Linked DNA regions of Hordeum vulgare: region 1 is linked to region 2. The links are chromatin contacts, called in public Hi-C maps. All regions are on one chromosome and are shown on one strand. Each heading gives the region's core, a stretch centred on a gene start, on an enhancer-like site or on the middle of the called end of the contact. The rest is flanking DNA. Distances are from core to core; before and after follow the strand shown. Region 1 has its middle 5.9 kb from the start of LOC123405832. Region 2 has its middle 47 kb from the start of LOC123403670.

What was found. A called contact is a pair of places that touch in the nucleus more often than the background predicts.
Region 1: a contact with region 2 is called in a Hi-C map of leaf, with 4 times the contacts expected there. The contact joins two enhancer-like sites. A contact is called at or near these places in 2 of 6 Hi-C or Micro-C datasets (leaf and seedling).

Annotation. Positions count from the first base shown.
Region 1 is chr6H:544,935,125-544,939,890 of MorexV3_pseudomolecules_assembly, reverse strand. No RefSeq gene overlaps it. Among protein-coding and RNA genes, the nearest start is that of LOC123405832, 5.9 kb to the left of the region's middle. Within about 2 kb of position 3,145, at least 3 of the 3 cell types and tissues checked have open chromatin away from gene starts, as enhancers often do. A contact at or near this core is called in leaf, where this site is marked.
Region 2 is chr6H:544,569,464-544,574,310 of MorexV3_pseudomolecules_assembly, reverse strand. No RefSeq gene overlaps it. Among protein-coding and RNA genes, the nearest start is that of LOC123403670, 47 kb to the right of the region's middle. Within about 2 kb of position 2,495, at least 1 of the 3 cell types and tissues checked has open chromatin away from gene starts, as enhancers often do. A contact at or near this core is called in leaf, where this site is marked.

The DNA of each region.
Region 1 (4,766 bases), core at 1,896-4,395, 360 kb before region 2:
GCTCAACTTTGTATTAAAGTTACTGTAAAGTTGAGTCGCTTTTGAGTCACTTATTTTGGGATGGAGGGAGTATTCGGAATAAAAATGCTCAAACTTTTAGAAATTCACAAGTTCAAAAAATTGTTCTTTAAATTTAAAATATATTCAAATTTCCAACAAAAAGTCTTTATTTTTGTAAGATGTTCCATTTTTAATATTTTGTTTAGAAATTCAAAGGAAAGGGAACTTTACAAATTGTTTGCTTCTTTCAAAAATTATTCAAAATTCAAAAAATATATAATTTCATACATTAGAAATGTTCATATTATTATTTTTTGTACACAAATACATAAAATGTTCCTCTTTTCATTTTTTATGAGTGTTTTCAGATCATTTTTCAAAATTTTCGTAAATGTTCTTGTAGTCAGTTTTTTCCAGTTTTCTAAAAAATATGTTTCGTATTCCCCAAAACTGTTGACATTTTCAATAAATATTCGCGTTTCAAAGACAATTGTTTACTTTTCACAAAAAATGTTCAAGTCTTCAAACTTTGTTCCCTAAAGTTTGACCTGAATAATGTTTTCCCTCAATATTATTCCCTGAATAATGTTTGCTGAAAAAATGTTATTCCAATATTGTTACCTAAATAATTTTCCCTAAATAATGTTCGGGAACTTCAGAAAACTTTAGGGAACAATATTAATTTGTGAACAAATAAAAATCAGAAACATTTTTTTTTTACTTCGTGAACAAATAAAATTCCCAATTTTTTCATTAATTTTGGAACAAACTTTGATAACATGCACAGTTTTCTAATTCGTGAAGAAAATTAGAAATTGGGAACATTTTCGGAACTTCCCGAAGATTTTTTAATTTGCGAATTAATTTTCATAACATGGACAGTTTTTTGAATTATAAATTGAGATTGAATGAAATTACAAATTGGGAAAAATTTCTGAAGTTCCTGAACATCTTTTGAATTCGCGAACAAATTTTCAAAATATGAACACTTTTATAAGTTGTGAACAAAATTTTGAAAATAGGAACATTTCTTGTTTTTTGAAAATCTTCACATTTTTAAAAATCTGTGTGAAATTACAATTTTTTCTCAAAATTTTGAAAAACCATATGCTACAATCACGAGAATCGATAATCTCTAGTGGCTAGCAGTGGTCCTCTAGGAGTGCGACATTAAGGGCTCGATTCCTTGCGGCGCCAATTTCAATTTTTGCGATTTTTGATCGAAATCACTAATTAGGGAGTGTTTCTTTTAAAGATCACTCCCACCTCCCAGGCTGCGACAAGTGGCGCACTGCATACGTGCCACTTGTCGCGACCTGGTGTTTTTTTCGTGGATTCGTATTTTTCAAAGATATTATCTCCTAAATCGTGCATTCAAATCTCGAACTATTTTCACCGTTGTATTTTTACGTCGAGATCTTCAAAACTAGATCCCAGGTTGATAAGTTTTGATAAACTTTTTTTCACGAAAAAAACGGACCAAAAAATACCATGCCTATGGCGTTAGAAAAAAAAACAGAAAACACGTTTTTTCCGCCTTTTTTCCTTCCCTAGTGGCAGGCCTTGTCTCCCACGAAGGCAAAATCGTGTCTCTCACGAAAACAAAACCGTGCCTCTCACGAAAAAACCCGCGTTATTTCTCCCTTTCCAAGAGGCACGGGAAAATCGTGCCTCTCATGATTTTTTTTTTTTTAGAAAACACATTATTTTTCTCCTTTTTCAAGAGGCACGGCTGTGCCTCTCGTGGATGCAAAACCGTGTCTTTCACAAAACAATAATAATTAGAAAACATATTTTTTTTTGTTTCCGAAAGGCTATCACGAAGGCAAAACCGTACCTCTCGCGTAAACAAAAGTGTGTCTTTCGCGAAATAAAAAAGCTTGTTTTTTTTGCAATTATTTTTTTTCATCAAAAAGATAAGAAAGACCGGTGAAAAACCAAAACACACAAAAAAAATAAAAATAAAAATTACAAAATCCGAAAACGCGTCTGAAAGAAAACGAAATCCGAAAGAAGCGTTGAGAGCACGTCACGTGGCGGCGGGTGAGAACACGCTAAGTGACAACGCGTAGGAGTGCTCGTTAACTAGTAACTAGTATACCTGGCCAAACAAGCCGGGCCAACCAGGCCAGCTCGCATGCCAGACACGACACGGCCCGCCATGGGTCAGTCACGACACTGTTTAAACGGGTCGGGCCACGCACGCGGCACGCCTCAGGCCGTGTCTGAGCCTGGAGGCTGGGCACGTGGACCAGCACGACATGGTCCATTTATTTTTTTAATATTTTTTTAATATTTTTTTAGTTTTTTAATATACATATAATATACAACTCAATAGGTCTAAAAATGAGTTCACCAGAATAAAAATATGCGATCCAACATGCTAAACGGGCCAACATGCCAATCCATTAATAACCGGATCGTGCTTAGGCCTGAAGGTGCAGCCCACGGACTGACACGACACGGCTCGATTACTAAACATGCCCCTACAGGCCATGACGGGCCAGGTATGTTTAGCACGGGCCGTGCTCGTACCGTGCCACGTCGCCCATTTGGTCAGGTATGGTAACTAGTGACTCCCATTTTTGACGGAGACCTCCTATTTGGCGCTTTCAGCGCCGCCGGTTAGGGAAACCGGCGCTTGCAGCGCTTCTCCTCCCTCATGGGCCGGCCCATTTAAAAAATCCATTGGTCTATAAAAATTTGAAAAAAGTTCATAGAATTTTAAAAAGTTCAGATTTACAAAAAAAGTTCAATTATTATGAAAAAAGTTCAGCGATTTTTAAAAAATATGTCCATGAATTTTCAAAAAGTTCACAGAATTAAAACAAAACATCAATTTTTAAAAATAGTTCACTGATTTTGAAAAAAGTTCATCAACTTTTTAAAACAGTTCACTGATTTTGAAAAAAGTTCATGAAATTTAAATTATGTTCATCAATTTTCAAAACTGTTCACGAATTTCCAAAAAAAATCATCTGTTTTCGAAAAAGCTCACCGATTTTTTTTTAAAATTCACGGGCTAAAACAGTTCATGAAAAATCTCTACATGGGCCGGCTCATTATGGAATGCTGCAGGTGCCGTTAGCAAATTTTGCCTTTAACTGGCGCCTGTGGCGCTAAATAGGTTTTCTCTTTTTGACGCTGTATACGTAAGTCGGGGTGGCTCTCAGTGGGCCGGCCCAGTCGCATGCTAGCTACATAGCAGATCCGGTGTTAACCGAAGCGAGCTGGGGTTCTTAAAAATAAACGTGCCAGATGGGATTCGTTCCCTGGCCGATGGGCAGAGTCATGGGTTGCTACATAGGAGATCGGCCAGAGTCATGTGTTGCTACATAGGAGATCCGGTGTTAACCTTGTTCAAATAAAAATGATTTTCCCTATTTTTGTATTTTTGCGGGGGAACGAATTTCCCCATTTGACATGTCCAAAATTAAAAGTAACATTAGAAAATAAAAGAACATTTGGCATGCGAACTACTTCCTTCGTTCCTAAATATAAGTCTTTTTAAATATATACATACGGATGTATATAGACATATTTTAGAGTGTAGATTCACTCATTTTACTTCGTATATAGTCTTTAAAGAAATCTTTAAAAAGACTTATATTTAGAAACGGAGGGAGTACACATTTTTAGAGGTAGGAACGAACGAATCGAGGGCGGTCGGATGCCCATGATGCACACGTACGCTGCTTGATTATGTTTTTTTAGATCCCGGTTTTCGCACGCACGTACCTGTTTTTGGACTGTTTCTCTTGGGGCGCGTTTGATTACCTAGGACCGCGGAAAAAGAAAATATGCCTATTTGGCTGCTTGGCCCGCATATAAATCTTAGCTTGCACGAACCTTAAAGCAGTGCTCAGTCATACCCGTTAGGAACGGTTGAATCAACAGTTTTTAACGAGTCAGGCTGGGGCGATGCATGGGAGGGGAACGCCGCGCTCCGCAACTACGGGCATGAAGATGGCGGGAGCGATGGCGTATCTTAAAAAAAGGCAGGACAAATCCACGTCACCGCCCGTCGATTCGCAGTCGCCCTATATAGTCAGGGTGACCGGCGTACGAAAACTCCCACCACCATTCTCGCCCTCTCGAGCTCTCACTCCAACCCGAATCCACTTGGATGACAAGGTAAGTTGCACAACTACTCCGACGGTCGGTTGGCTACGACGACGGATCCACCCCTCCTCTTCTCCTGCATGCCGCACCTCCCCTGCGGCTCCTCCGATGGTGTATGTAAGTTCAACGACCCCTCCCCTCTACTAGTTCTAGCTAGATCTGGATGATTTGTTCGACTGTGTTGTTGCAGTAGCTAGTTGGGATGGATTTGAAGCATGGTAGGGGTTGTGTTCGCGATTGTTTGCTTAAATGTTCATGGATGGATTGATAGTATGCTTGGATGTTTATGGATGGATTGATAGTATGCTGGGATGTTCATCGATGAATTAGTAGTATGCTTAGATGTTCATGGACGGATTGGTAGTATGCTTATATGTATGGTTTGGTATTGTGCAAGTGTTGAACAAGATCATTCATATGTGTCCATGATTAGTGTTGTCTTGAACTAGATCATCTATGTGTGCATGTTTTACTGTTTGTTCATACCAACGATGTGTAGTGTGTCTTCCACGTTTACAATTAGTACATATTGTCGATGTGTAGTCTGTTGTGGTGTTGATGACGCTTACGTTTGTAGGACATGAGCACACAAGAGTTTACTCTGCCCATCGTGCCATCCAAGAGCCAGTTCTTGACGTCCTCCG
Region 2 (4,847 bases), core at 1,246-3,745:
TCACTAAAATCTGAGACCATGTTGTATCTAACTAAGTTTCAACTAGGCAAAGCATGGCCCAAGCAATGCCATGTAAATGATAGATAATTGTCGTGTACTCCCTTCATTTTTATTTACTCCGCATATTAGCTTTGGTCAAAATCAAGCTTTGTAAACTTTGATAAAGTTTATAGGCAAAAATATTAACATATACAATAACAAATCAATACCGTTAGATTCATTATTGATTATACTTTCACATAATATAGATTTGTTATGGTAAATATTTATATTATTTTTTATAGACTTGATCAAATTTTATAAAGTTTAACTTCAGGCAACTCTAATATGCGGAGTACATAAAAACGAAGGGAGCACGTGAAAGTGTCAAGCCCATGTGTTGCTTCTCTATAGGTGAGCCTGAGTGCACGACCTACAGCTCGCCATACCGGCAAATGGGGTAATTCCGAGAGTAACTAATCAGCAGACTCCCTCCGCAACAGGCCAACGCGTGGAAGATGTGATTCACCCCAACATTGCCATGTGTGTCAGCGCACACACCATGTGTTTATGGTTTTTTCTTCTTCAATTTTTTGGGTTTTCAGCTTTTGCCTGCCTTTACCTAGATTTTTTTGATTTTTTTTTCGAATCACAACTATGCTTCTTGAGAGAGAAAAAACACAGCCTTACTTTCGTGAGATGCAAAGTTGTGCTTCCATCAGAAGCACAACCCATGCTTCTCCAAAATAGGAAAATCATAACTTGTGCTTTCACAAGAGAGCACAACCTTGCTTCCACCTATGCTTCTCAAAAAAACAGAAAAACACAATTTATACTTCCCCTAGAAAAAATGGAAAAGCACACTTTGTGCTTCTACGAGAAGCACAACCTGTGTTTTCCCGAAAAAAGGAAAGGAACATGTGCTTCCAAAAAAAAAGTGAAGACCGCAACCGTGCTTCGGGTCCTGATATTTTTTTCTTCTGGTTTTTGTTTTCAATTTTTTGGTTTTTGTTTCATGGTTTATCAGATTTTCGTTAAAAAAGGTAAGTCAAAATCTAACATGGGATCTAGTTTTAAATATCTCGACACGAAAAATCCAATGGTAAAAACAACTCGCTATTTGGGCGCATTGTTCAAAAGATAAAACGTTTTAAATAAACGAATCTACGAAAAATGGAAAATTATCAGGTTGTGACGAGTGACGCACATGTTGTGCGCCACTTGTAAGCACGAGAGAAGTTCGGAAATGATGCAAGCGATAACCCTTAACTAGTGATTTTCGGTCATTCCTATTTATCATGTAACACAAATGATAGGCAGCAAACAAGAACCCTCCCGATCGCTTCGCAAATTACTGGTCTGGACCATGCGATGCATATTTTTTATGTGAGTTTCGTACGATTTTAGGACCATTCAAGAACATACTATGGATGTTTTTTCCCTTTTTTTGTCTTCTCTGCCAGTTATTCTATTTTATTTCAGTTCTCGTCTTCTTTTGTATTTTTGTGTTTCTATCTTTTTACTAATTCATGATCGTTTCTTCACATTTAGAGGCATTATTTTTATTCACAAACAATTTTTACACCTCGAGCATTTTTAAAATTTCAAGCATTGTTCCCATTTCATGAACCTTTTCTGAATTCAAGACGATTTTTAAAATCTATAACGTTTTTTAGTTCATGAATATTGCTAAATTCGTGGACATCTTCAAATTCATGACTATTTTCTTGAATTTGCGAAATCCTTTTTAAATTTCAGAAAAAAATCAAATTCACCACATTTTTAAATTTGAGAACATTTTCTGTTATTACAAAATGTTCACAAAAATATTGACATTCACAAATAATTTTCCATATATGTTACATGTTTTCGAATTCTCAGGCATATTTTCAATTACATAGATTTTTTAAATTCGCAAACAGTTTTAAAATTCACGAACACTTTTCCAAATTCATTAACATTTTATTAATTCAAGAACACTTGAGAACATGTTGAAAATTCATGAATGTTTTCTACATAAGATTTAAAAAAATCAGAATATTTTTTCAAATTGGTGAATAGTTTTATAATTACTAAGATTTTTTGAATTCATGAGCACTTCCTACATTCATGAAGCACATTTTTTAAATATGCGGGTGAATATATTAAAATTCGTTAACCTTTATTGAGATCCATAAACCTTTTGTGAATTAAACAAAAAAATTAAAATTCATGAATATTTTTAAAATTTTGTGAACGTTTTTCAAATTCATTTTAAATTCATGAATATAGTTCCAATTTATAAAGATTTTTCAGATTCATGTAAATTTACCAAAAGTCACACTTTTTAAAATTCAAAGGACATCTCCGAAATCAAGAAACAATATTTTGTTGACAAGATTACATTGGATCATGATGTACATGGAAGCTAGTTTAGCTATCTGGCAATCATGCATGCATTCGCACGCCTTACTCATGAGAGCTTCGTCTATTCCATGCTAGTTCTTTTTAGCGAGTCACTGGGAGCTCCTATTGGACGCGCATTTGTGCCCAGCAGCAGCATGACGCACAGTGGCAGCCCGGCCGGGCCTTTAGCCCATTGACGTACAGCTCGTGTTTGGGTGTACTGTAGCGAAGTGGAAAAGCACTATAAGAAATCAAAAACATAATAGCATGCGGTTTTGGGGTCAGTTATTAATAAGAATCTTAATTATAAATAATTTTTGGAAAGGCAAGCAGTTTTTAAATTTTTGATTTTTTTTCAAAATCTTGGAATATTTTTTCAAAATAATTAAGATTTCTTAGAAATTTAGAACATTTTTTAAAATCGTTAACATGTTTTCAAATTAATTAATATTACCAAATTCACCAACATTTATGAAAGTCAAAACATTTTTTTAAATCGTTAACATTTCTTAAAGAAGGAAGGAAAAACAAAAAAAGGGAAAAACAAATAGGGGCGCCCCGCCCCACAATGGCCAGCCCAAAGCATAAGTGTGAAGTCTTATATGAATATAAAAACAATGGCATAAGTCTGAAGTCTTGCAAACAAAAATATATAAACAGTGGCATCACAAGCAGTTCCAGGACGATGATAAGTTGGGAGGAAAGCTAAGAAACTCACACTGCAGCACTCGAGCAGAAGCACCCCAAACTCCACTCAAGCGTGCGCCAACATCTTGTGTGCCTCTTTTCACAAGCACACATCATAGATCATGCAGGATGTCTCCCCTCATCGACACCATCTCGTATGCTAGGGATCTAAGAAGGCACTCAAGACGGCTCTGCATATGAAATTCCACAACATGGTTACCTTCCACAAGTTCAACCAATTCAGTTCGGTCAACGCTATCTCAATGATAATAAACACAGTACCGCTAGGCCTTTGCACGAGCTTTGAAACTCTCCTGCACATAGGACAGAACATAATCAGTAGGCATTACAATACCTGATGTTCTAATTAGATGGGTATTTCAAGAGAAGAGTTACCTTGTAAACCGACCATCCTCAGCTGGTCCTAGCCACACAGGCCAATGACGCATTTGGTTGGTCGCATATACCTCAGCCAGGCCTGCGCGGGAAGAACAAGGCTCGTTTGGTTACCAACATTCACTGTAAGGCCTGCATTGCATGAAGATTAAAGCACATCTGGCCCTGCGTCCACAGGAACGCTCAAATCGGTCGTTTTTGTGGAGCCAGGCCAGCACGTTGCAACCCTAGGCACGTGGGTGTGGCCGGTTGCACGCTTGGGTGCGGTCCTGAGACGTCGCGTTATTTCGAGACACGTCGGTCAATAATTACCCTCACCTCCCTTCCTCACACCTCTCTCCCCTCTTCCCCACTCACACCGGCAGCGGCGACGGCGATAATAATCTAAACTCTATTGCGAAGCGATCCAAGACGGCGGCAGAAACCACCGGAGCGAGTGCAAACCTCCACTAGAGTGCATCAGCCATGGCGGTAAGACCTTGTCCTCTCTATACATTCAGTCCTTTTGACTTGGGCTAGATTAGATTAGAGGAGTCGATTGAAGAGTTAGTGAGGGGATTGAACACATCGGGGGTGGAGGATTGACATCAACCGATTCTTCATCAACGACTACTAGGGTTCGTAGGTTATTTTTTGACTACATCGGGGTGGGTATTGAGGGTCTATTGTCTAGTCGCAGCGACCCTGGAGTCGCGCCGAGCGGCGGGGGTGTAGTCATCTTCTCTTCTTCCTCGTCTTCTTTGTCCTCATCATCTTCGTCAAGAACGATGGGTCTTGCACGGTCGCCAACCATCGACACCCTGTCCACCATCTACACCTCGTCGTTGTCGGCCTCCGGCGACACGAATGTCATACACAAGTACACCACCGCACGCTGGTCTTGAGGCGCCTTGTACTGCCTGTAGTTGGCCCATCTTGCCCGCTGTCGAGGGAGTTGGAGTTGGAGTTCATGCCGATGGGGAGATTGTGAAACAGAGAGGTGGAAGAGGAGAGGTGCTCAAACAGAGGGGTTTGAGTGCGGTGTTGGGTTAGTGAGGTGGGTTAATATAGAGCGATATGAATGAATGCTAACCATTGAACTACGTGTTGTTCATAATGCAGATGGACAAGGGCAAAGAGATGGTGCCACCATTGGAGAAGGGCAAGGAGGTTGTGCCTCCATTGGTCGAAGAGCCAGTGCAAGATCACCCAAGCCACAAGCGGAGGAACTATGGCCACTACCATCAGGAGTCAGGACCAAGCCACTTCTGCAAGGTTATCTTTGCTCCAAAGCTGGAGAGTCTACCATTGCCCGTGGACTTCACGAAGCACTTCCCCGCCATCCCTGCAAAGTTCAAGCTGAAGACGAACACCGGCTGCGCATGGACGGTGACGGTGAGGTTGATGAACGGCAGGGTCAC